2 separate regions of the Macaca mulatta genome follow, and region 1 is linked to region 2. The links are chromatin contacts, called in public Hi-C maps. All regions are on one chromosome and are shown on one strand. Each heading gives the region's core, a stretch centred on a gene start, on an enhancer-like site or on the middle of the called end of the contact. The rest is flanking DNA. Distances are from core to core; before and after follow the strand shown.

Region 1 (6,016 bases), core at 94-2,593, 81 kb after region 2:
GGACTACAGGCGCCCGCCCCCTCGCCCGGCTAATTTTTTGTACTTTTTAGTAGAGATGGGGTTTCACCGTGTTAGCCAGGATGGTCTCGATCTCCTGACCTCGTGATCCGCCTGTCTCGGCCTCCCAAAGTGCTGGGATTACAGGCTTGAGCCACCGCGCCCGGCCTGGTTGTTTTTTATGTATGTGACAACTTCCGCTCTTAAGTTTATTTATTTTGTTTTTGTTTTTGTTTTGATTCGGAGTCTCGCTCTGTCGCCCAGGCTGGAGTGCAATGGCCGGATCTCAGCTCACTGCAAGCTCCGCCTCCCGGGTTCCCGCCATTCTCCTGCCTCAGCCTCCCGAGTAGCTGGGACTACAGGCGCCCGCCACCTCGCCCGGCTAGGTTTTTTTTTTTTTTTTTTGTATGTTTTAGTAGAGACGGGGTTTCACCGTGTTAACCAGGATGGTCTCGATCTCCTGACCTCGTGATCCGCCCGTCTCGGCCTCCCAAAGTGCTGGGATTACAGGCTTGAGCCACCGCGCCCGGCCCGCTCTTAAGTTTATGAATTCCTTTCTATATTAGATTATGAAAGTGTCTTTAAGAAATAAATACAATTTTAAATATATGTCTATAGGTAATATCCACATCTTTGTGTCTATCGATAGAGAATAAAATTTAGGGAAACAGAAAGGCAAGAGGGAGCTAGAATGGAAAGGGCATCTCACAGATGATTTCTCCCCTAACAAATTTTTGTTTTGTTTTGCTTTGAGATTTTACTTTTTTGCAAGAAGAACCTATTTAGGTATTACTTGAGTTTTTCACCGGTCAGGTCCAAAGAGCAAGGCGGGGGGAGGGGACGGCTGGAGAGTGTGGCAGGGTGTGGGCGGGGCAGGAAGAAATGGGGGCCCACCCTAAAGGCTTTCTTCGGTCCTTTTCTCAGCCATTTTCGTCCTTCTCCAACCACGGAATTGCCCCGGGTGTGCAAGGCCCGGCTTACCTCCACGCAGCAGCAGCAACAACAGCCACGCGAGTGGCCGCAGCGTCCCTGCCGCGCGCGCGAAGTCGGTGCGCACAGCCTGGCGCGAGTTCGAAGCGGGAGAGGGCTGTAAAATAGATTGGGGGGCGGGGGAGACCACGTGATTTTCTGGAACGCTGGCTCGCTTCTTTATTTTGATTCTCGAGTAAACTTAACAATCCTCCAAATGCGTTGAGGGCATCGGAAAGAGTAAAATCACGTTCCGCTGGAAAGGATCACTTCTTAAGTTCACATGAACCTATTCTTTGATCCTCCTTCATTGCTGTTTTAAGATTTACTTCTCTTTCAAATCAAATAATGTGTTTCTTTCTCATTCTGAGAAAAGCTTTCAAGATGTGATTTCCCTTTTGAAAGACTTTGAAGTCTTTCCCCAGCACATCCTTTCTTAAAGGGATTTGGTAAGAGGAGATAGGCCTGGAGGCCAGGGCATTTTAAAGTCACTTTCCAAATACCCTGTGTTCCCCTAAAGAGTCTTGAATTGAAACATCCCAGCTGCTGGAAGACGTTTCCAAATGTGACTCTCTGGCTGCAACACCCAAACGTCTGCTCTCCTAGGACCCTGGTGGGTCATAAAGATGGACAGAGCAGAAAGGAAGCCGTGCTTTAGTTTTTGAAGTAAATCCACTTCCATGGGCTTGCTAAAACAGCAAGGATTCTCACATTTATTTAGTCCTCTTTGCTAGGACATCAAGGCAGAAACAGCTGAAATCCAGGGCTGAACATTTCCTGGTGCGGCTAGATATGAAGCTTCCAGTTTGTGGAGTATCACCTTCATTCCCTTTGGGGTCATCCACATGGTTTGTGCCAGGTGGGAGCACCTGCCCCGTGGTGGCCAAAAATACTGACAGCAATTCAAGCTTCTCACTTCAGAATGAGATGTTTGTACACGAAGTGACCTTTAATTGTGTCTTACAAACTCATGTCAGATCAACATGTGGTTTCACTTATTCAGCAGAGGTTATTACATTTCAAGCTGTTTTGTGTTAGTTTTTAGCATTTAAATGAAGTATTTTCTCTTTCATATATTTGATGTGGCTCAAAGAAGCTTGCCTCTTTTTCTTTTTTTCCTTCATAGATTTTATTGTTTGATTAGATCTTTTTGTTAAGTCAGATCAAAGATGGCTTTCCTTTCTTTAGGAGAGAGATCTTTTATTAAAACAAATCAATAGAACAGATTCCACAGTAAAGAGGCATGTTGTTTAAAAGATTTTGAAAAGAGGAAAAAGATTACAACAAGGGTAGAAGAGAGATTTTTTTTTTTTTTTTTTGAGATGGAGTCTCGCTGTGTCGCCCAGGCTGGAGTGCAGTGGCCGCATCTCAGCTCACTGCAAGCTCCGCCTCCCGGGTCTACGCCATTCTCCTGCCTCAGCCTCCCGAGTAGCTGGGACTACAGGCGCCCGCCACCTCACCCGGCTAGTTTTTTGTATCTTTTAGTAGAGACGGGGTTTCACCGTATTAGCCAGGCTGGTCTCGATCTCCTGACCTTGTGATCCGCCCGTCTCGGCCTCCCAAAGTGCTGGGATTACAGGCTTGAGCCACCGCGCCCGGCCGAAGACAGATGTTTTTATTTTTGTATTCTATTCGTCTGTCAAAGAGTTAGATGAAAGCAAATACTTTGGCATTCTCAACTTCAGATTTACTGTGGGGAGGCTTTGCAGACTTAGCTAGATAGACACATCCTTATGGAAGAATTCACTTTACCTTTTAGCATCTGGGAATATCCAAGAGCTGGTGGTTCCTCCCTACCTGTCGCTGCTCCCTCCTAAGATCACGTAGATGCTGGATTCTTGGCTTTTTGGCATCTTCTTCAGATGAACTCCTTCAAATGCTTCAAGAGAAAATGCAGGAGTTTTTAGATAGCATTCATGTTTTTGTAGCAACTTTTAGTTCCCTCTATCTGGGGCTACCACAGTATATTGAAATTATGTGTTTACTTGGTGGCTGTGCTGCTCCTTAGGGGCAGGAAAGGGCTGGTTCACCTTGTCCCTCTCCCTGCTTGTCGGAGCTCAACAAATATTTATCAATCTGAACTGAACAAAGGCAGAAATGTGGTCAGTATTCCCTGTGCTATTTCTTTTTCCGGTTTTTTTTTTTTTTTTTTTTTTTTTGAGATGGAGTTTCACTCTTGTTGCCCAGGCTGGGGTGCAATGGCGCGATCTCTGTTCACTGTAACCTCCACCTCCTGGGTTCCAGCAATTCTCCTGCCTCAGCATCCCAAGTACCTGGGATTACAGGCATGCACCACTATGCCTGGCTAATTTTGTGTTTTTAGTAGAGAAAGGGTTTCTCCATGTTGGTCAGGCTGGTCTCGAACTCCCGACCTCAGGTGATCCTCCCGCCTCAGCCTCCCAAAATGCTGGGATTACAGGCGTGAGCCACTGCACCCAGCTCCGTGTGCTATTAAAAAAAGATAATTAAGATTATATTGGGAGTATTTGGCAGTCACCAGGTAAATAACATCTGTAAAACATCATAGATGGGATATATAGATGCCTCTAGACAGCACTTAAAATCTCACTCAATATGTATTTTTCTTATCTGTCTCTTTTTAAAAAATTATTCATTTTTTTATTGTTAAATTTTTTGTAGAAACAGAGGTTTCACCTTGTTGCCCAGGCTGGTCTCGAACTCTTGGGTCTAAGTGATCTTCCCACCTTGGCCTCCCAAAGTACTGGAATTACAAGTGTGAGCCACTACGCCCAGCCAGTATCTCTCTCTTCAGCCTAAAATGTCTGCTCCATGAGGGCAGGATTTTGTCGTAAGCATTTAGAACAATGCCTGAGACATAATAATAGCTCAGAGATTATTTGAAGCAATCTACACATTTCTTCTTTCTGATTTCCGGGCATAATGAAGGGGTAAATTGAGAACAGTCATTCAAATAATTCAAGTCAAAGACAATCTTTAGGCCAGGCACGGTGGGTCACGCCTGTAATCCCAGCACCTTGGGAGCCTGAAGCTAGTGGATCACTTGAGGTCAGGAGTTTAAAACCAGCTTGGACATCATAATGAAACCCTGTCTCTACTAGAAATACAAAAATTAGCCGGGCATGGTGGTGTGTGCCTGTAATCCCCGCTACTCAGGAGGCTGAGGCAGGAGAATCGCTTGAACCTGGGAGGCAGAGGTTGCCATGAGCCCAGATCATGCCACTGCACTCCAGCCTGGGCGACAGAGCGAGACTCCATCTCAAAAAAAAGACAATCTTGAGTGAGTTGCCAATCCAGAAACCTCAGTTATGTGGTTGCTACAATTCTCCAGTTGCCTTGGCTGTAAGTGAGGACTTAGGCATCCGGAGAGTTCATGTATGTAATAGTTGATGCCTCTCCAGTGCCCCAAACAATATATCAATATATCCTTTTTTTTCATTTTTTTTTTTTTTTTTGAGACGGAGTCTCGCTCTGCCGCCCAGGCTGGAGTGCAGTGGCCGGATCTCAGCTCACTGCAAGCTCTGCCTCCCGGGTTCACGCCATTCTCCTGCCTCAGCCTCCCAAGTAGCTGGGACTACAGGCGCCCGCCACCGCGCCCGGCTAGTTTTTTGTATTTTTTAGTAGAGACGGGGTTTCACCGTGTTAGCCAGGATGGTCTCGATCTCCTGACCTCGTGATCCGCCCGTCTCGGCCTCCCAAAGTGCTGGGATTACAGGCTTGAGCCACTGCGCCCGGCCTTCATTTTTGTTTTTTGAGACAGAGTCTCACTCTGCCACCCAGGCTGGAGTGCAGTAACGCAATCTCTGCTCACTGCAAGCTCTGCCTCCCGGGTTCATGCCATTCTCCTGCCTCAGCCTCCTGAGTAGCTAGGACTACAGGCACCTGCCACCACGCCCGGGTAATTTTTTGTATTTTTTTGGTAGAGATGGGGTTTCACCATGTTAGCCAGGATGATCTCGATCTCCTGACCTCATGATCCATCCACCTCGGCCTCCCAAAGTGCTGGGATTACAGGCGTGAACCACCGCTCCCGACCCAATATATCCTTTTGTTTTGTTTTGTTTTGTTTTTGAGACAGAGTCTCGCTCTGTTGCCCAGGCTGGAGTACAGTGGCACGATCTTGGCTCACTGCAACTTCCTGCTCCCAGGTTCAAGTGATTCTCTGGCCTCAGCCTCCGAAGTAACTGGGATTACAGGTGTGCGCCACCACACTCGGTTCAATTTTCTATTTTTGTAGAGACAGGGTTTCTACAAAACCTGTCTGGCCATGTTGGCCAGGCGGGTCTGGAACTACTGAACTCAAGTGATTTGCCTGCCTTGGCCTCCCAAAGTACTGGGATTACAGGTGAGAGCTACTGTCCCCCACCTCCAAACAATATATTCTTTATTCATTCAAATGATCAGGCAATTCCATGAAAACAATGAAGAAAATGCATTGGGCCTGGTGTGGTGGCTCATGCCTGTAATCCCAGCACTTTGGGAAGCCAAGGCAGGCGGATCACTAGGTCAAGAGCTTGAGACCATCCTGGCCAATATGGTGAAACCCTGTCTCTACCAAAAATACAAAAATTAGTTGGGTGTGGTGGCGTGCTCCTGTAGTCCCAGCTACTCAGGAGGCTGAGTGAGGCAGGAGAATCGCTTGAACCCAGGAGGCAGAGGTTGCAGTGAGCCGAGATCACACCACTGCATTCCAGCCTGGTGACAGAGCGAGACTCCAAGACTCAGTCTAAAAAAAAAAAGCATTGATTTTTGTATCAAAGTATCCTGAAGAATTGCTAAACAAAATTTTTTTTTTTTTTTTTTTTTGAGACGGAGTCTCGCTCTGTCACCCAGGCTGGAGTGCAGTGGCCGGACCTCAGCTCACTGCAAGCTCCGCCTCCCGGGTTCACGCCATTCTCCTGGCTCAGCCTCCCGAGTAGCTGGGACTACAAGCGCCCGCCACCTCGCCCGGCTAGTTTTTTGTATTTTTTAGTAGAGACGGGGTTTCACCGTGTTAGCCAGGATGGGCTCGATCTCCTGACCTCGTGATCCGCCCGTCTCGGCCTCCCAAAGTGCTGGGATTACAGGCTTG
Region 2 (6,123 bases), core at 3,378-5,877:
AATAAAAAGAATAAAATATTCAGGGTGAGAGTTACACCCACAAAGTAAGCTTTGGAGGACCACAAACCACTGCCGTATCTAAGAATGCTTCTCTCCGTGACCCCCAAGAACTCTGTGCTGCCCACCCCCGACCCTTGGGAGTGGTACCATCTCCATTGAGAATGCATGGATTAGCTGTTAGTCACCGTAGGCATCAGTGCCATTGAAACACGACACCCCTCACGCAATACCTTCTAACGTCGAGCTGGATGCTGGACTACTAGCAGGCACACAAGTGTAAAGCGGCCCGGAGCCACCGTAGGGCTTCTGAACCGTCAGCACATTTGGAGAATCGACCTCGCTGGAGCTCAGGAACCTCGGTTTGGGAGGCAGCGCTGGCGACGGATACACGCATTCCTGCGGTAACAGTGAGGTGATACCTCTGACCATATGGTACTTGGGAAGGTCATAGCCTCTTCTGTAATTGGCCCCAGGCTGGTCAACGTCAAGGGCAACCACGGTGGACTTCAGTCTTTTTGGAAGGGGTTCACCAAATTCTGCTGCAGTGTTGCTGGCACTCCGATTACAGAAATAGTCTCTTCCCGGAGGGGCCCACGGGCTGTCGTTCTTGGGAGGGTAGTCGATGGAACCATTGATGTTACTGCTGCCGAGGGTGGGCTGAGAGGGAGCTACTGGGAGAGGTTTCAATTTTGTCTCAGGTCTTTTTGTCTTATCCGGTGCAGGGGAAACACTGGTTTTAGGAAACATCTCAGATTGCTGTTGTCTGGTGGCGGCCCCTTGGACCCCCACATTCTGCTGTGGTCTGTGGGACTTCAGGTTACTTGGGGCTAAAGTGCTAGAGTCTATCCCTGAAGTCAGAGGGGCCTTGCCTGGCCCCGGAGGGCTCTGCTTCCCCTTCGCAGACGGCAGGGATTTGGACTGCGCTGGGAAGGCAGACTTCGGCTTGGGTTTACAGAAACTAGACAGGGGAGGCACATCCTTTCCCAGCAACGCTGGCGGGCACCCGGTACGTCGACTTCTAAGTGAGGACTTGTTTCGACAGTTTTTATGAACGTCAGGATTGTATTTATGCTCCAGTCTCTGGTGCATCATTAAAACTTCTGGATAAAATGTCTTGAAGGTACAAAATGGACAGGTGATACTTGGAATTAAACTTTTGCCCAAAGAAATTGCCGGGCAATTGTGAAGAGCCCCCAGGGATAAATTTAAAGGTTTCTCGTGACAATCCACACTAGGCCTGTATCTGCAGTCAGCTGCAGTCTCCGTTTGCTTCTCTTTGGGGTTAACTTCAAGGTTATGGGTGGTACTGCCGTCCGGAGGAGGAGTAACATCCGCCTTGGTTCTACAGATGAGGTTATTTGCCTGAGTTTCAACTGCTGATCTCTTTTTTAACAGGTCCAGGTAAGCAGGGGTAGGGATTTTATTCACTTTATCAGCACTGTCATCAGCTGCATTTTTATGGAAATCCTGAGTATCTTTGTGTGCTGGTGAGAGGACAGCGCTGCCCAGAACATTCTGAAAAACAGAAGGCATCTCCTTCAGCTGCTTTGCAGGTGGACTGCCTGTAACATCTTTGGCACCATCAAAAAATCTTTTCAAATTTTTGGTTTGCGCACTGTCCGCGGTGAATAGTGCATCTTCAGTGTCCTGATTTTTACCATCGCTCTTGGCTTCAGCAGCAGCGTCGGCTTGTTTCTCCTTGTGGTGTCTCTCCAAGTGATACCTCAGGGACGTCTTCTGGGCTGCAGCATAGTCACAAAATTCACATTTGTATGGTTTTTCACCTAAGGCAAGAAACGGCACTTTATTAGAGAAGTGTATGAAAAGCACTGAAATAGAGCAAAGGGCTATTTACTGAGAAAACAGGCTTCTTTCCTCCATTTGCTTTCTCTATCTGCTATCACCTAGTATTTTTTTTTTTTTTTTTTTTGAGACGGAGTCTCGCTCTGTCGCCCAGGCTGGAGTGCAGTGGCCGGATCTCAGCTCACTGCAAGCTCCGCCTCCTGGGTTCACGCCATTCTCCTGCCTCAGCCTCCCGAGTAGCTGGGACTACAGGCGCCCGCCACCTCGCCCGGCTAGTTTTTTGTATTTTTTAGTAGAGACGGGGTTTCACCGTGTTAGCCAGGATAGTCTCGATCTCCTGACCTCGTGATCCACCCGTCTCGGCCTCCCAAAGTGCTGGGATTACAGGCTTGAGCCACCGCGCCCGGCCTCACCTAGTATTTCTCATCAGTTCTTTATCACCCTTACTGTAATGAATATGTGAAATTGTGAATACTTATCTTCAGTAGAAAAATTAACAGCAACACTTCTAACTCATTTAATCTTCCTAACAGCCCTAGGGAAATAGGTATTATTCCACTTTTACAGTGAAGAAAACTAAAAGCACAAAAAGGTTAAATAACTTGCCCAAGGGTGCACAGATAGTAAGTGGAAGAGATGAAATTTCAAATCTACGCAGCCTCCTACACCATGATGTCATAGCTCCTTTCACAATCTCAAGACTACTAAATAGATTCTCATTTCATTCTCAATCATAAAGACATAAGATGCAGCATTTTAAAATATTGTAGTTTTAATAAGATGAGAGTCAGGATATAGCAGTCATAAACTAAACAAATGAACTTTGTCCAGGCACGGTGGCTCACGCCTGTAATCCCAGTGGGTGGATCACTTGAGGTCAGGAGTTCGAAACCAGCCTGGCCAGCATGGTGAAACCCCATCTCTACTAAAAATACAGAAATTAGCTGGGTGTGGTGCCAGGCGCCTGTAATCCCAGCTACTGGGGAGACTGAGGCAGAAGTATTGCTTGAACCAGGGAGGCGGAGGCTGCAGTGAGCCGAGATTGCACCACTGCACTCCAGCCTAGGTGACAGAGCAAGACTCCATCTCAAAAGACAAAAAACTTGACTGATTGCATCAGGCTCAAATTACAATGGCACTAAAAAAATAGTAATAACCGCTGTAATCAACACGCTACATATTTATCCTTAAGCTAGTCCAAGGATCTGGAAGAGTATCTGAACACCACCACCAAAAAATCAGAGAGATAACTACATCATTTTTAACTAAAGCATGGTTAAAAATATAAAAGTTCTTTACCTGTATGCGTTCTGAGATGAATATTGAGGTAATAATTTGAACGGAAAAACTTTCCACAATAACTACACTCTCTTGAAGATGTAAGATGCTTTATTTTTCCTCCATCATCATTTTTATCTTAAAGGAAAAACAGAAACATTTATATAAAAAGGTAGCTGAAGTACGGGAATAAGGCATGCTGACTTAAATGTTCTTGACAAACATTTTTGGAAAGCATGAAAAAATTCTTTAATATAATATCGGGTTAGAAAAGGCTAGACACACACCAAATGCTGTTTTGAGGTTGTCTGAAGTTTCAGAGTGTTGTAACGTGGTTTTGTTTTTTTTTTTCTGGGTACAGCAGAGTACACTATTAAAGATTCAGTTCTTTGTTTGCCTTAATCACAAAAAAGATCATTTAATAGACCGAACTGCCCGGACAGCTTCCGGTTCTCAGTATCTCTGTGAGCAGGCAGGATCTGGCAAACTGAAGGTGGACACACATACTGGGGGGAAAAATGATCTTCTTCAGAATCATTTAGAAAAATGAGCCAATTACAAACCACCAACCACCATGGGAAAAATAAGCCGTTTAAGGGTAAGATTAAACAAGTGACCACTAGAGGGCAGCAAGCACAACTTAATCTTCAACAGAAAAGAAAGTTTGGCATCGGGCAAGCACCTAGGAAAGTTTGTCAAAATTTAGCAAAGTTTTGGAAAGCAGGCTGTATTGTCCACAAACACTCATGTGGGCGAAACAGATCTGACGAATGAAAACCTGTGCCTAAATGACACAGTGTTTGGCTTCAGTCTCTGCAGGACAATAGGACAATGTGTCTCACGTGCATCAGTGAAGTCCACTCGAAGGAGGACAGAACTTCAGACACACACCGGCCCTCCAAAAGACTGAGAGGTGCCGCCGTTAAAATACCACCCCCAACACACATGAATGTTTAACTTTTAAATAAATGTCCCCTTACTGTAGATCATATGACTATCCACCTGTAAGACAGACACACCCTTGATCTATAGTCTAAAGAAAGACTTAAAAAAATTTACCTGATCTTCTTAAATCTTAAAAAAAGCCAGGTTGATAGTACAATATGATAAATCTAGACTACTAAGATAATATAAGTTTAGGAAAATCAATTCCCCAAAAACAGAATGGCCAGCTTTTTTTTCTTACAAGCATACCCAAACTAGCTGGGTTTATAACTGGGTGTTCTTGCAATTTCCGACTCCCAACTATGTGTCAGGATTTATGGTATGTTGCGTCATATCCAAAAAGCTATGAAATGCCTTTTCTTTAGAACAAAGGACGTGACATTTCCACATCTACCTGATTCCTGCTCTTTCAAGCATCACCTCTGACTTTACAGTTATATTTTTTAAAGGACTGTGATCTTTTTACAAATAGGCTGTTCAAATTGTCCTTGGGAGGTGGAAGACAAGGGTCAATGAACCATTTTGCAAACAGGGAAACAGTGGCAAAGAAAGGTTAAGCAACTCATAATTAGTCACAAAACAATGCAGTGGTAGAACGAGAACTCAGTGCCAAGCTGTGGTGCTTCCACCCACAGCCAGGCATTCGGTCCTGCCTGATGATCTAGCCCATGTTTTCCACACCACCCACCAGTAACCGGTCTTTTCATTTCTTTCAGGGCACTGGGGCATCTCACAAGGCCCCTTCAACAGTACCGGCACTAGCAGAAACCACTTCGCTAACTGGAGTCTGTGTTTAAAGCCTCTTTTTATGATGCCAGTAAGACATCAGATTTGTAGTATGCTAAGTGCTAGGTTTCCTGTGTCCCAGGAAACTCAAAAACATTCTAAAGATGTGATACACAGACTACAGTTCTCATGTCAATCACATGATCAAAAAAGGAACTGGCACTGCCTGAAGAGCAGGTGAAGGACGAGTCTGATCAACTGTGTGGGCAAATTCACCGTGGGTCTCATATACACAGTTCTCCAAAGAATTCACACACACAGCCAAGTTACACTGAGAGGAGGAGGAACTTGTTTGAACCGAGGACCACTTTAATAAAGGCTTCCCCAAGACCAATTCATGTTCTCATCATTCACTTGTCAATTATGGCCTGCCCATCAGGGGTCTTTTCCAACTGTTTGAAGCAGCAGGATCCTCTATTCAAACAAAATATTAAACTCTGATAGGAGAAGCTCTGGCTACAATGAGGATGGGCACAACTCCAAACACAGGTGGAATCCTCTGCCCTAGATAACGCCCACCAAGGTTCAGGAATATTATGTGAGCATGCCTTCAGTGATCGCCTTCTGTTTCTATAAATGCTGTTAGTACACTGAAAATTTTGCTGAGCAAATGAGCTTTCTTAAAAATGTCTTGGTGTGCCCACATTCCTTGTATTTTATGACAAATCATTTGGGTTCTTGAAGTACCTATTAATGGATACCAGCTTGCCAGACAGAATGGATAGGGTTTCGGACAGCACCAAATGGCTGCCCAAGTAATATTCCTGGCTCTAGTTGATCATCACTCCCAGTACCTCTTATGACCACTGGAAATTCACTACAGATAAGATCAGGAACACCAGAAAACCTTACGTGAAGGCTAGGGTCTCTCAATGATGAAACTATTGATACTTGGGACCAGATAATTCTTTGATGATGGGGCTGTCCTGTGCATTGTACCATACTGAGCAGTGTCCCTGGCCTCTGCCCACTGGATGCCAGTAGGCACACAAGCACACGTGCATGCACACACCCCCACACACAGTATAACAACCAAAATGCCTCCAGACATTGCCAGATACTGACTGGGAGCAAATCATCCCAGTTAAGAAGCAGTGCATTTGGACTGGATGCACAAGTTATTTAAAAAAAAAAAAAAAAAAACACCATGTTTTGTGAGCAAAACGTTCAACGTTTAAAAAAAAAAACACACAAGATTTTCAGAACAAGGAGACCTTTTAACTCAACCCTGTTATTACAGAAATGAGAAAATTAAGGCCCCGAGAAGTTAAATGGCTTACACAGAGTGATACCAAAAAGAGCCTGGATTTG

What was found. A called contact is a pair of places that touch in the nucleus more often than the background predicts.
Region 1: a contact with region 2 is called in a Hi-C map of CD4 T cells, with 3 times the contacts expected there. The contact joins two enhancer-like sites. A contact is called at or near these places in 3 of 14 Hi-C or Micro-C datasets (CD4 T cells, cortical neurons and liver).

The regions. Positions count from the first base shown.
Region 1 is chr10:106,493,003-106,499,018 of T2T-MMU8v2.0, forward strand. No RefSeq gene overlaps it. Among named protein-coding and RNA genes, the nearest start is that of ZNF217, 54 kb to the left of the region's middle. Within about 2 kb of position 1,344, at least 7 of the 40 cell types and tissues checked have an H3K27ac peak or open chromatin away from gene starts, as enhancers often do. A contact at or near this core is called in CD4 T cells, where this site is marked.
Region 2 is chr10:106,408,699-106,414,821 of T2T-MMU8v2.0, forward strand. ZNF217 (zinc finger protein 217) reads right to left here. Exons shown (of 7, transcript XM_077952005.1): 4 at 3,103-3,219; 5 at 231-1,784. Among named protein-coding and RNA genes, the nearest start is that of ZNF217, 30 kb to the right of the region's middle. Within about 2 kb of position 4,628, at least 7 of the 40 cell types and tissues checked have an H3K27ac peak or open chromatin away from gene starts, as enhancers often do. A contact at or near this core is called in CD4 T cells, where this site is marked.